3 separate regions of the Oryctolagus cuniculus genome follow, and all the other regions are linked to region 1. A link is a contact called in public Micro-C data. All regions are on one chromosome and are shown on one strand. Each heading gives the region's core, a stretch centred on a gene start, on an enhancer-like site or on the middle of the called end of the contact. The rest is flanking DNA. Distances are from core to core; before and after follow the strand shown.

Evidence for each region. Hi-C and Micro-C count contacts between places; a contact is called where the count stands out from the background.
Region 2: a contact with region 1 is called in a Micro-C map of ear pinna, with 8 times the contacts expected there. The contact joins the promoter of UBXN4 here to the promoter of CCNT2 in region 1. A contact is called at or near these places in 2 of 6 Hi-C or Micro-C datasets (ear pinna and psoas muscle).
Region 3: a Micro-C map of ear pinna shows a contact between it and region 1, with 17 times the contacts expected there. The contact joins the promoter of ZRANB3 here to the promoter of CCNT2 in region 1. A contact is called at or near these places in 2 of 6 Hi-C or Micro-C datasets (ear pinna and an unstated tissue).

Annotation. Positions count from the first base shown.
Region 1 is chr3:108,677,861-108,681,200 of mOryCun1.1, reverse strand. It overlaps CCNT2 (cyclin T2), which reads left to right and starts at 1,811. Exons shown (of 10, transcript XR_007920689.2): 1 at 1,811-2,045; 2 at 2,859-2,940. It overlaps LOC127491784 (a long non-coding RNA gene), which reads right to left and starts at 1,730. Exons shown (of 4, transcript XR_011387310.1): 1 at 1,620-1,730.
Region 2 is chr3:107,846,056-107,849,395 of mOryCun1.1, reverse strand. UBXN4 (UBX domain protein 4) reads left to right here and starts at 1,705. Exons shown (of 13, transcript XM_008258522.4): 1 at 1,705-1,980. The coding sequence starts at 1,899.
Region 3 is chr3:108,092,141-108,095,480 of mOryCun1.1, reverse strand. It overlaps ZRANB3 (zinc finger RANBP2-type containing 3), which reads right to left and starts at 1,575. Exons shown (of 21, transcript XM_070070992.1): 1 at 1,442-1,575.

The sequences.
Region 1 (3,340 bases), core at 562-3,061:
GCCTCTACCTCTCTGTAACTCTGTCTTTCAAATAAGTAAATAAATCTTTAAAAAAAAAAAAAAAAAAGAAAGTTTATTTTGGCTATGGGTTTTGAAGGTTCAGTCCAAGATCAGGAGGGCCTTACTGGTTCAGCCTCTGGTGATGGTGATCTTGCTGGCAGAGTCCCGGGGGGCACACAGCATCATATGGCAAGAAGGAGTGTGTCTATACCTATGTGATCTTTCATAAAGCTGAGATGTAATCGTGGGCGCTCCACCGTAAACCCAATCAATTCATCTCCTAAAGGCCACCTACAAACACCATAACTGAATTAAGCTTCCACTCTCTTAGTTCCATTAAGAGGGAGATCCGGAAGAAGCTCCTGGCTCCTGCCTTCAAACTGGTACAGCTCCAGCCATTGCAGCCATCTTGGGGAGTGAACCAGCAAATGGAAGCTCTCTCTCTCTGCCTCTGCCTGTCTGTAATTCTGCCTTTCAAATAAATAAATCTTACACATAAAAAAAATTAAAGAACCTAATTTCTCTCCATTAAGTATTATGTTAGCTGTATGGTTCATATACATGCTTTTTATTAAGTTGAAGGATTTCTCCTCTATTCCTAGATGCCAGGTTTTTAAATATCATGAATGGGTGTTGAAGATAGACTTTTAAAATGTCGCTTTAAATCAATGTACCCAGGAACGTGTAAGCAACATAAGGTATGAGGCAAAAAATGTGGGCTAAGAAATGAAGTAATTTAGGTCACCTGTTTGGAATAGCTGCTTACTGATTAATATTCTAGTGCAACTGGGGCAGACAGCACTAAGACAAAGCAGTATGCTGAGTCCAAAAGCCCCAACACCACCTGGAAGTGATGTCACTTAGCACAGGTATGTGGGTGCAGGGGTTAAGGCGCAGCTTGGGATGCTGGCATCTGGAGTGCCTGGTTAAAATCCTAGCTACCACCCCTCTGATCCAGCTGTGGCACTCTTATAGGGTCAATAAACGGGCTTACTCAACAGGTTACTGCAGCCTGTTACTCCAGCCAGCACCAAAGATAACATTTGTGCTGGGCTCCTCTTGCGCTATCTGCTTCTCCCCAGCCTCTACTCCCAGAAACCACATTCAGTTTAAAGATACAAGCTCAGTCTAAACTCAGGGCCCAGCTTATAGATTCAGCTCCTCCAGTGACTAACTGCATAGCTTTTGTTAACTAAAAACCAAACCCACAGCCCGCGTGACGTGGGAGTGACAGAAGATGTAGCGGGGGTGGGGAATTGGGGGGGGACACCTTGGCGCGGACAAACCATGAGCGTTGCTTCCTAGGCGCTAGCCCCGTCCCACAGCCGCACGTCGGCTGTGGCAGTCGAGACGGCTGTTGCACGCCGCCTACGGACCAAGGCATAAAAAGAAGATGGAGGGTGCGGCGTCACGCCGCGACAAGCAGAGGTCTCTCGTCTCAAGGCGTCGTCCGACTAGTCACCGGGACTTCAGAGTCCACGCCCAGACTGCAGGGCGCAGCCGCGCACCCGCCTCTCTGCCCACCCGGCCCCGGCCCAGCCTCTTCCCTGCTCTCCGCCCCTTCACCCCAACCCGAAACCCGGCATGCACCGCGCCGACCTTATCCTTCCGACCCCCACCTGCGGCGCCGGCCAATGACAAGCGGCGCGGAGCATTGTGGTCCCGTGCGCGACAGCAAAGTCGGCGGCCCCAAAAAGAAAGCAAAAGACTAGGGCGAGCGGGTAGGGCGGTACCCGCGCACGCGCACGGGCGGCAGCGAGGGTGGAAAAGGGGCGGCGCGCGGCCTACGGCGAGCGAAGTGGGGCGGGGTCGCCCGGCCTTGGCGGGGAGTCCGCGAGCCGGGAAGGGAGGGGGGCGGGCGAGGGAGCGGGCGGAGGAGGAAGTGTCATGGCGTCGGGCCGTGGAGCTTCTTCTCGCTGGTTCTTTACTCGGGAACAGCTGGAGAACACGCCGAGCCGCCGCTGCGGAGTGGAGGCGGATAAAGAGCTCTCGTACCGGCAGCAGGCGGCCAACCTCATCCAGGACATGGGACAGCGTCTCAATGTGTATCCTTTCCAGTTCTTGGCCCTCCGCCGCTCACGCCCTGTTTCCCTCACCCGCTTGCCGGGCCTGGTGTCCCGTGAACATGGCGCCGCGGCCTCGGCCTTCGATGGGTTTCGGTCGCGCCGTAAGGGAAGAAGGGCTTGGGCTCGGGCGGCCGCGAGGGGCCAGAAGAGGGGGAGGACGAGAGTCAAGTTCTGGGAATGCGGGCCGGGAGGCTGCGTTGTGTAATCTCTGGGGCAGCGCGTGGCGGCGGCGGCGGCGGCGGGGAATGGGAGTGCCGCCCAGGCCGGAGGGGGATTTTAAAAGATATTTGCAGAAGACGAGCGACTGCTTCGACTTCTCCCCGTCGGAGAAGGGGTTGTGAGGTCGGGAGGTTACAGTTCCTGGAAGGCTTGGGCGTTCGCTGCGTCTCCCCGCGCTGCGCGCCGGCTTCATGGCGGTCCTCGCGTACCCTGGGAGCGCACTGGAGGTCTTTATGGTCTTGGCGTGGTTTTGTATGGGTGTGTGCGCCCGCGCTTCCACTGTTTGAGTCGAATCAGTCGTAGCCATTGGTAAATACATCCAGGGCTCTGTTTCTAGCCCTCTGAGAGTGGAGTGCTCAACAGTTAGGATTGTTCCTGTTTATTTGGCGTCGAGCTTGTTCTCTCCCTTCTCCCCTCCACCCTGCAAGCATTTTTTCTAGCTTCGGGTTTGGGTTTGGTTTCGAGTAAATGGGAGGCATTGGGAAAGAACCGCAGACCGGGAATTTTCCATCACGGTTGTTTTGGAAATGAGATCTTGTGATTCTCAGATATTTCCTAAATGTTACATTCCAGCTCTCAGCTTACAATAAACACCGCGATTGTTTATATGCACAGGTTTTATATGCACCATTCCTTCACCAAGTTCAGTAGAAATGTAAGTACTGTTTTTTGGTCTGTTTGTACTACCGCTAAATTGTAAAGTAAATCGATTGCGCAGGAAAAAGTCGGTCATTGATTTTACTGTTGGATTTAATGTTCTAAGTTAACGGTAAAGGTGAATCGCGTGATAACGTTTTGCTTCACACGCACTTTTTTGTTCGTGTGTTTTTGAAGTTTATGATAAACTATAAGGGACTGTGTTAGGCTTTGCTTGGCCTTTCAAGGTAAAAGATAAATAAGAAACATTTCTCTGCCCAAAGAACTATTATACTGGTTGTCTTTACTTTTTATAGTGAGTATTTGAATAATTTCGCTAGTAAAATACTGTATAATTTGGGTAAGCCTAGATGTTCTGTGATACATCGTAATTGCGTTGGGCTCAATATTGTTTCACA
Region 2 (3,340 bases), core at 456-2,955, 830 kb after region 1:
GCATTCATCATCACTGGTTCAATGTCTGCCTTCAACTGTGCAGTCACAAAGGCAGGGAGGGCCTGGTATGCCTTACCATAGCACTTCCAAGAAGAGTGCCTAGCTCATTGTACATAAATACTTGATGAAGGAATAAAAAGTTCCACATGATTCTTAGGATACTTTTTTAAAAAATATTATTTAAAAATGTTTAGTTTCAGCATAGTTATAGACACAATTCTTAGAATGATATTCCCTTCCTCCCTCCCTCCTCACTCTCCCTCCAGCTGTCCCTCTCTTTCTTGTTTTTAAGTTTTTGAGATAATATCTTTTTAAATATATTATTATTATGTTATTTATATAACAGTAAAAAGACTTAATGCTTCAACAAATAAGAAGTTTAACAACTAAATAAATTATACAAACCCTTAACTAATAGTTACTAGGAACCATGCAATTCCATTAAAGTATTAAATGTCAATCATTTTTATTTGAATGGCAACGAACCACAAGTACCTTACGTTGATTACAGGCTGATATTATCCCATAAAACGGGAAGTGAGATAATTTTCTTTTGTACTACCATGGAAAGTGGCTGGAAAATAAGTCATTATTCTCTGATTTTGTGTTTCCTTTGGTGTAGCCATAGTTAGCCTTTTTTTTTTCTTAAGATTTATTTATTTATTTGAAAATCAGAGTTACACAGAGAGAGCAGGAGAAGGAGAGAGAGAGGTTTTCCACCTGTTTGTTCACTCCCCAGATGGCCGCAATGGCCAGAGCTGTGCCGATCCAAAGCCAGGAGCCAGGAACTTCTTCCAGGTCTCCCACCCAGGTGCAGGGGCCCAAGGACTTGGGCCATCTTCTACTGCTTTCCCAGGCCACAACAGAGAGCGGGATCGGAAGTGGAGCAGCCAGGTCTCGAACCGGTTCCATATGGGATGCCGGCGCTTCAGGCCAGGGCGTTAACACACTGCGCGCCCGTCCACTCCGTCTTTGTCCGGCAGGTACCGCGCAGCGCCAGGCCGACGTCATAGGGAAGCCCAGCCGCTTCACCTTCCACTGCGTGCCCCAGGAGGACGGCAGCAACCCGGAGCGCACCGTCATGGTGGGCGACCGCCTGGATACCGACATCCTGCTGGGCGCCACAGTTTCAAGGTTTTGGAATGATCTTTACCCGATGTCTAGGAAATTCAGGGTCTTTATTGTACCAGTGTCTCCCTTCAGGCTGTATGGTATTGCAGAGAGACCGTGGTGGTTTTTATCCTGTCTTTTCTACAGGACTGGGCTCAATTCAATAAAAACCGAAGCCTGGCAATAAATTCCTACAAGGCCTATTTAATTCCATGCGCGGACACATTCCTCCACTTTCAGGGTTTCAGTGAGGATAACAGAGCGGCACTGCCTTTCCTCCCTCCGTCCTTCAACGCGTAGTGGCTCTCAGTACTGCCCCCTTCAGTCGTGTCTCAGTAGTCACATTTTTCCACAATATGGAGGCCCACAAGCCCAAGAAGACTACAATTCCCGTCATGCCTCTCGGCAGGCGCCTCCAAACAAGCCGTAGCGGTTACTCATCCTTCCTCTGCCTCCTTCCACTTCCTGGTCTGCGAGACCTGAGGTTCTAGCGGGAGCGCGCACGCACTGACTCGCCCACGAAACAAGGTATTGGGGCCCTGAGCCGGCGGCGACGTGTGGCGTCACGTGGTACGGGGCGGTCCCCACGCGCGCGCTTGCGCACGTCGCAGTGGGCGGCTGACGGGCGTGCGCGCTAGTGCGGAGCCCGAGCCGGAGGCGGGGGCCGGACCAGCCGGGGCTGCGGGGGCTGCGGGGCCGCAGGGCCCGACGAAGCGGTTGGGCGGGGCCAGCTCCTCCGGGACCGCGGCGACTACACCCCGACCGAGCGCCAGGGCCCGACAGGAGCGATGTTGTGGTTCCAGGGCGCCATTCCGGCCGCCATCGCGTCGGCTAAGAGGAGCGGCGCGGTCTTCGTGGTGTTCGTGGCAGGTGAAGGGGGCGGGGGCCCGAGGTGCGGCCGGGACAGGCTCTCCGGCCTGCCTTCACCCACTCGTTAGTTCAGCCGCCGGTCTTCCGTCCTCGAGACGCGGGCACTTCTCGGCTCCGCGCCCCAGGGTCGGCTGCAACTTCTCCCCGCTGGGTGCCCCGCAGCGGGCGTGCAGACGCCCAAGGCCAGGCTCCTGCAGGCCGCAGGCGCCCGCAGCCTTGCCTTCTTGTCCGGAAGGGCACGGGCGGCCCTGTCTGGGAGGCGGCAGGCCTGGCAGCCAGGCCAGAGGCCCCGGCCGGGCTCGGGCGCCCTCCTGCGTGCGGCGGGCGGACCCTGGCGCCCCTCCCCGGGCCCGAGCACCTTCCTCGGATGCCTGAACGCCCGTTGATTCCTCCTCCGTGGGTGGGGGAGGGACGGGCCATTAGGCGAGCAGTTGGACTGCTAATTGGCTGTGGGCTGTCAGGGAGAAAGCTGTGTCATCGGTTGAGCAACAAAGAGAAACCACCTGATGGTCACGGTTGCGGGCGTTGGTGTGCTTCTGACATGTAAACTTTACAGGGGCTTTTTTTTTTTTTTTTTTTTTTTTTAACGGCAGTATTGAGAGAGGCTGCCTAATGTGGATACTCTGCTCCAAGTGGAATTTTTTTCGTCCCCCTGTCGGTCTAAAAGTAGTAGACATAAAGTCTTTGGTTCTTCTTTCGGTTTTCCTAGCCAGAGTCCACATAGTTTTGAGAACATTTACGAACTCATTTACCCTAAGCTGCTCTCGATTATTTTGCCCCACGTTTTGCTGTTTTATTTTTGAAATTTATACAGATCTAAGAAAGCTTCCTCTATGGCTTTCCTTGACGGCTGTTAATGTAAAATGTATTTCTTCAATTATTTGTGTTTGATAGTGGCTTAGAATTCATTTCACGACTTTGAATAGTTCTATAACTTGATACACTGCAATGAAAACCAAGTTGCTGAAATATTTTACATTAATATTTTATTAAATTTTTGGCTGCATGTTGTTTCTTAGAAAAGCTTGAGTAGTTTGTCCTCTGAGGGGAAAAGAAGTGGATTAAAAATGAAGTTAAATGACATGATTTTTAAAAATGTAGTAATGAGTTGCTGATCCTTTAAATTGTATTGTTCATGTAAAATCCCAATTGATCTTCGTGATAGGTAGAGCAGATTTTATTATTCCCAATTTACAGATGAGGAACTTAGGACCACAGTCATAAAATGATTTGCACCGAAAAGAATTTACATCTTAAATTTTATTTACATTACATTTTTTAACAGCTTCAGAAAAAGTGTCTTTCTGTTTTTCAGGAAAAAAACTAAACACTTAAATAGTCTGTTTATGTATTAATTAAG
Region 3 (3,340 bases), core at 326-2,825, 590 kb after region 1:
TTCTATCAAAATGATGGAACAAAGAGTTCAAGAATGAAAGGTATCAGCTTTGGGGTAGGAAGCACTTTTCTGATAATCCCCTCATCTCTTTTATTCAACGAGATACCCTGGGAACCTCAAAAGCACTTCCAACAGCATACCTATACAGTCAATCTGGCAATCTGAAGGGGGGAAAAGCAGAACCTAATAGGCTATATTAGGAAGTCTTTTTAATGACACCTGTATTAATCAGTATATTATAAAGTTGGCACCCTGATGCACCTTGTTTGATGGCTACATTACTCAAAGAACGGTGAGAGAACAATTCTTAATGATCAATTCTGAGTCTGTGGCTTCCCTCCACCAAAGCCAACTTGGAAATGTTTGCAAAAGTCGGAGCAGTTCGCTCAGAACTTCTGAGTCCATTCATTTCAATCGCAAGGAGGAGAAGCAATGTTTCACTCTTAGGGGCTAAAGTTATTAAAGGCACCCTCCACAAATATACGACTACAGGAGCAATCCAGTAGTAAACAGGGCAAGAGACATTTGGGATTCCAAAACCGAAACCCAAGGGTGCAGAACGGCATTAGGGGCTTAGGAATTATCCTTTCCCATGTCACCCACTCTCTCTTAAAACTCAGTTAAATTCCGTTCACCTTTCTATCCCCACGCCAGAAACTAACCACTTGCCCGACACGCCACTCCTAGACATCCACACCTGGTGCAGTCGCCGCAAAATCTCCAACTCCCGCCACAGATTTGGGATGTGGCCGCCCTTAGCGGAAGTGACGTTCAAGGGACGACCTTAAAGTCGGAGAGTTCAAATACCTACAATCTAAGACTCCTAGGGTGTCCCGATAAAACTCTTCTAGCCACTCTTCTGTCCCTTCTCTCCTCTGTTGGGGTAGTGTAAAGGACTAACTACAATCTGGAGACAATTAGTCTCCAGCACCGACTCCAAGTCTTTCAAAACTTTGTTCCTTCTCATTGGCCAAGGGCTGCACGGGTACCTCGCAAGGAACTGCAATTCCCGTCAGGCCGCTCGGGATGTAAGTTGAGAAAAGGGTACGGGTGAAGCAAAGCATCTTGGGAACTGTAGTCTGCTTAGGGCTGAAAAGAGCAGTCACCCCGCCCTCGACCACTGAGGCTGGGGAAACCAGGTGTTCAGTTTGGAACCCGTTACAGCAAAGGGGAGGAGCCAAGACATTAGGCAGCATGCCTCACTTGTCCTCACATGGAGGATGAAATTATTCCTTTATTCTGATAAAGCACTATAAATACTACCTGACGAAATACAGGTTTTTGAAAAAAATATGTCCAGGTCAGTAAAAACTCCCGGAACTTCCCCACCTCAGACTCCAACTCGTGGGAAAAAGGTGGCTCTTTTACAAGTGGGCAAAATGGCTGTCGCCCTAGTTTTACCATTGGTTGTCTTTTGCGTCCTTCAAGGGCGGATACTTACCATGGATTGGTTGTTTTTCCCTTGAGGGTGGAGGAAGATTTGGCACGGCGCTCCCGCGGCCCGGGAGAAGATGAAGGGGTGGAGCGAGGGCATTTTTTTAAAATATGATTGGATGCTCCCCATGTCACTCCGTGTATGTACAGCCTATGATTAGTCGGTTGCCCCTCAAAGAGAACGAAGAGGCGGGGCTAGCGCGTGGTGGGAAGGGGCGGGATTCTGCCAGCCGCGGCTGCCGCTGGAGCCGGTGTCCGGGCTGGTGATGGGGTTAATTCCCTTTCGTAAGACTCTTACTTGCACCCACCCAGCCCCGCCGTCGCCCCGCCGCGCCGCGCTCCAACCGCCTCCTCCTCCTCAGTAACGCGGGTAAGAGATGCCCTCCCCTCCCCCCTCCAGCTCCCCGGGAATAACGCGCCTCGCTCCCCTCCCCCGCTCGCCAACCGGTAGCGCTAACGGAGAAGGAGGCAGACAGGGGAGAAATGTGGTGTGTGAGAAGGTGGCCTGCCCACAGAGCTATCGGCGCTCCGGCCAGGGCCCCGCCGACGTCCTGCGGTGCCAGCCCGCCGGTAGCTCGAGTTCTGAGGGAGCCGGGCTCGCCTGGCCGGCGCTGCGGCTGCAGCGGCAGCCTCTACCTTGCGCCCACCGCCCCCACCAGGGGGCCATGTGAGAAGCAAACCCCTCGAGGCCTAGAGGAGGAGACAGGGGAAAGGTTCTCGAGTCCCTGCCATGGCTGCTGCTGCTGCTCTTGAAACCCCAGGGACTGGGGAGCCTGCCATAGCAGGCCTGCCAGGAGCGGGTACAGTGTGTGGTTCTGCTCCCGGGTAGCCGGCGCGGGTGCCCGGGGCTCCCCGGCCCTCCCCAGCCGCAGCCCCGGCCTTGTACCGGGAGAATTTTTCCGAGGGGAAATCAGACACTGAGTGGCTGGTGAAATGTTGCCTGTGGTGCTCGAAAAAGCTCAATGGGAATATTTTTCAAAAAGTTGAATGACTGTCAGTCCCCGGGGATCTGCTCTACACACGTTATTATGCATCAGCCTGAGGCAGCCCCCAAAATTCCTGTATGAAGTTTTGTTTTTGTTTTCTTCCTGTGGCGATTAGGTGCAGAGGAGTGCCCCTGTTCTTTGAACTTGCTTTTATAAAGGAGCTTAAATTGTTGAGGCTGTCATCCCCCAAGTATAATTGTCCAGGGACGGCGAGTCGACTAAGTAAAAGGTGAAGAAGTGCTTTCCAAAATAAATAGCAAGTGGTTTTTCCAATAAAATTTCCTGGGGAGATAATATATATGTTGCTTTTCGCTTAAATGTCATTGATTTCAATAACTTTTGAGTAATGAAAAGTTAAAGTCTAACTGCAAGTCCACCCATTTGTGATATTTGAAACAAGAATCACAAAGTATGTAGTAAGGTACCAATTTGACTTGAGTAATTAGACACGCGTCAATTTTTCAAATTTGTCATGTTTAGGGTATCCTGTTATAATTTCTTCCCTTCCTCACTGAGTTTATTTTTTAAGAAATTACCTCCTTGGCTTTTTTGCCTGGACGAATGTGTCCTTAAAAAGTGGATTCTAGGGGCCAGCGCTGTGACTAAGTGGGTAAAGCTGCTGCCTGTAGTGCCAGCATCTCATGTGGGCCCTGGTTCGAGTCCCGGCTGCTTCACTTCTGATCCAGCTCCCTGCTAATGTGCCTGGGAAAGCAGCAGCAGATGACGCAAGTTGTTGGGTTCTGCACCTACTGGGAGACCCGGAGGAAACTTCAGGCTCTTGGCTTTGTTCCTGCCATTGTGGCCTTTTGGGGAGTGAACCAGCTGATGGAAGACTTCTCTCTCTCTCTGCCTCTGCCTATAACTCTGCCTTTCAAATAAATAAATAAATAATACCCAAAAAAAGTGGATTCTATAATCTG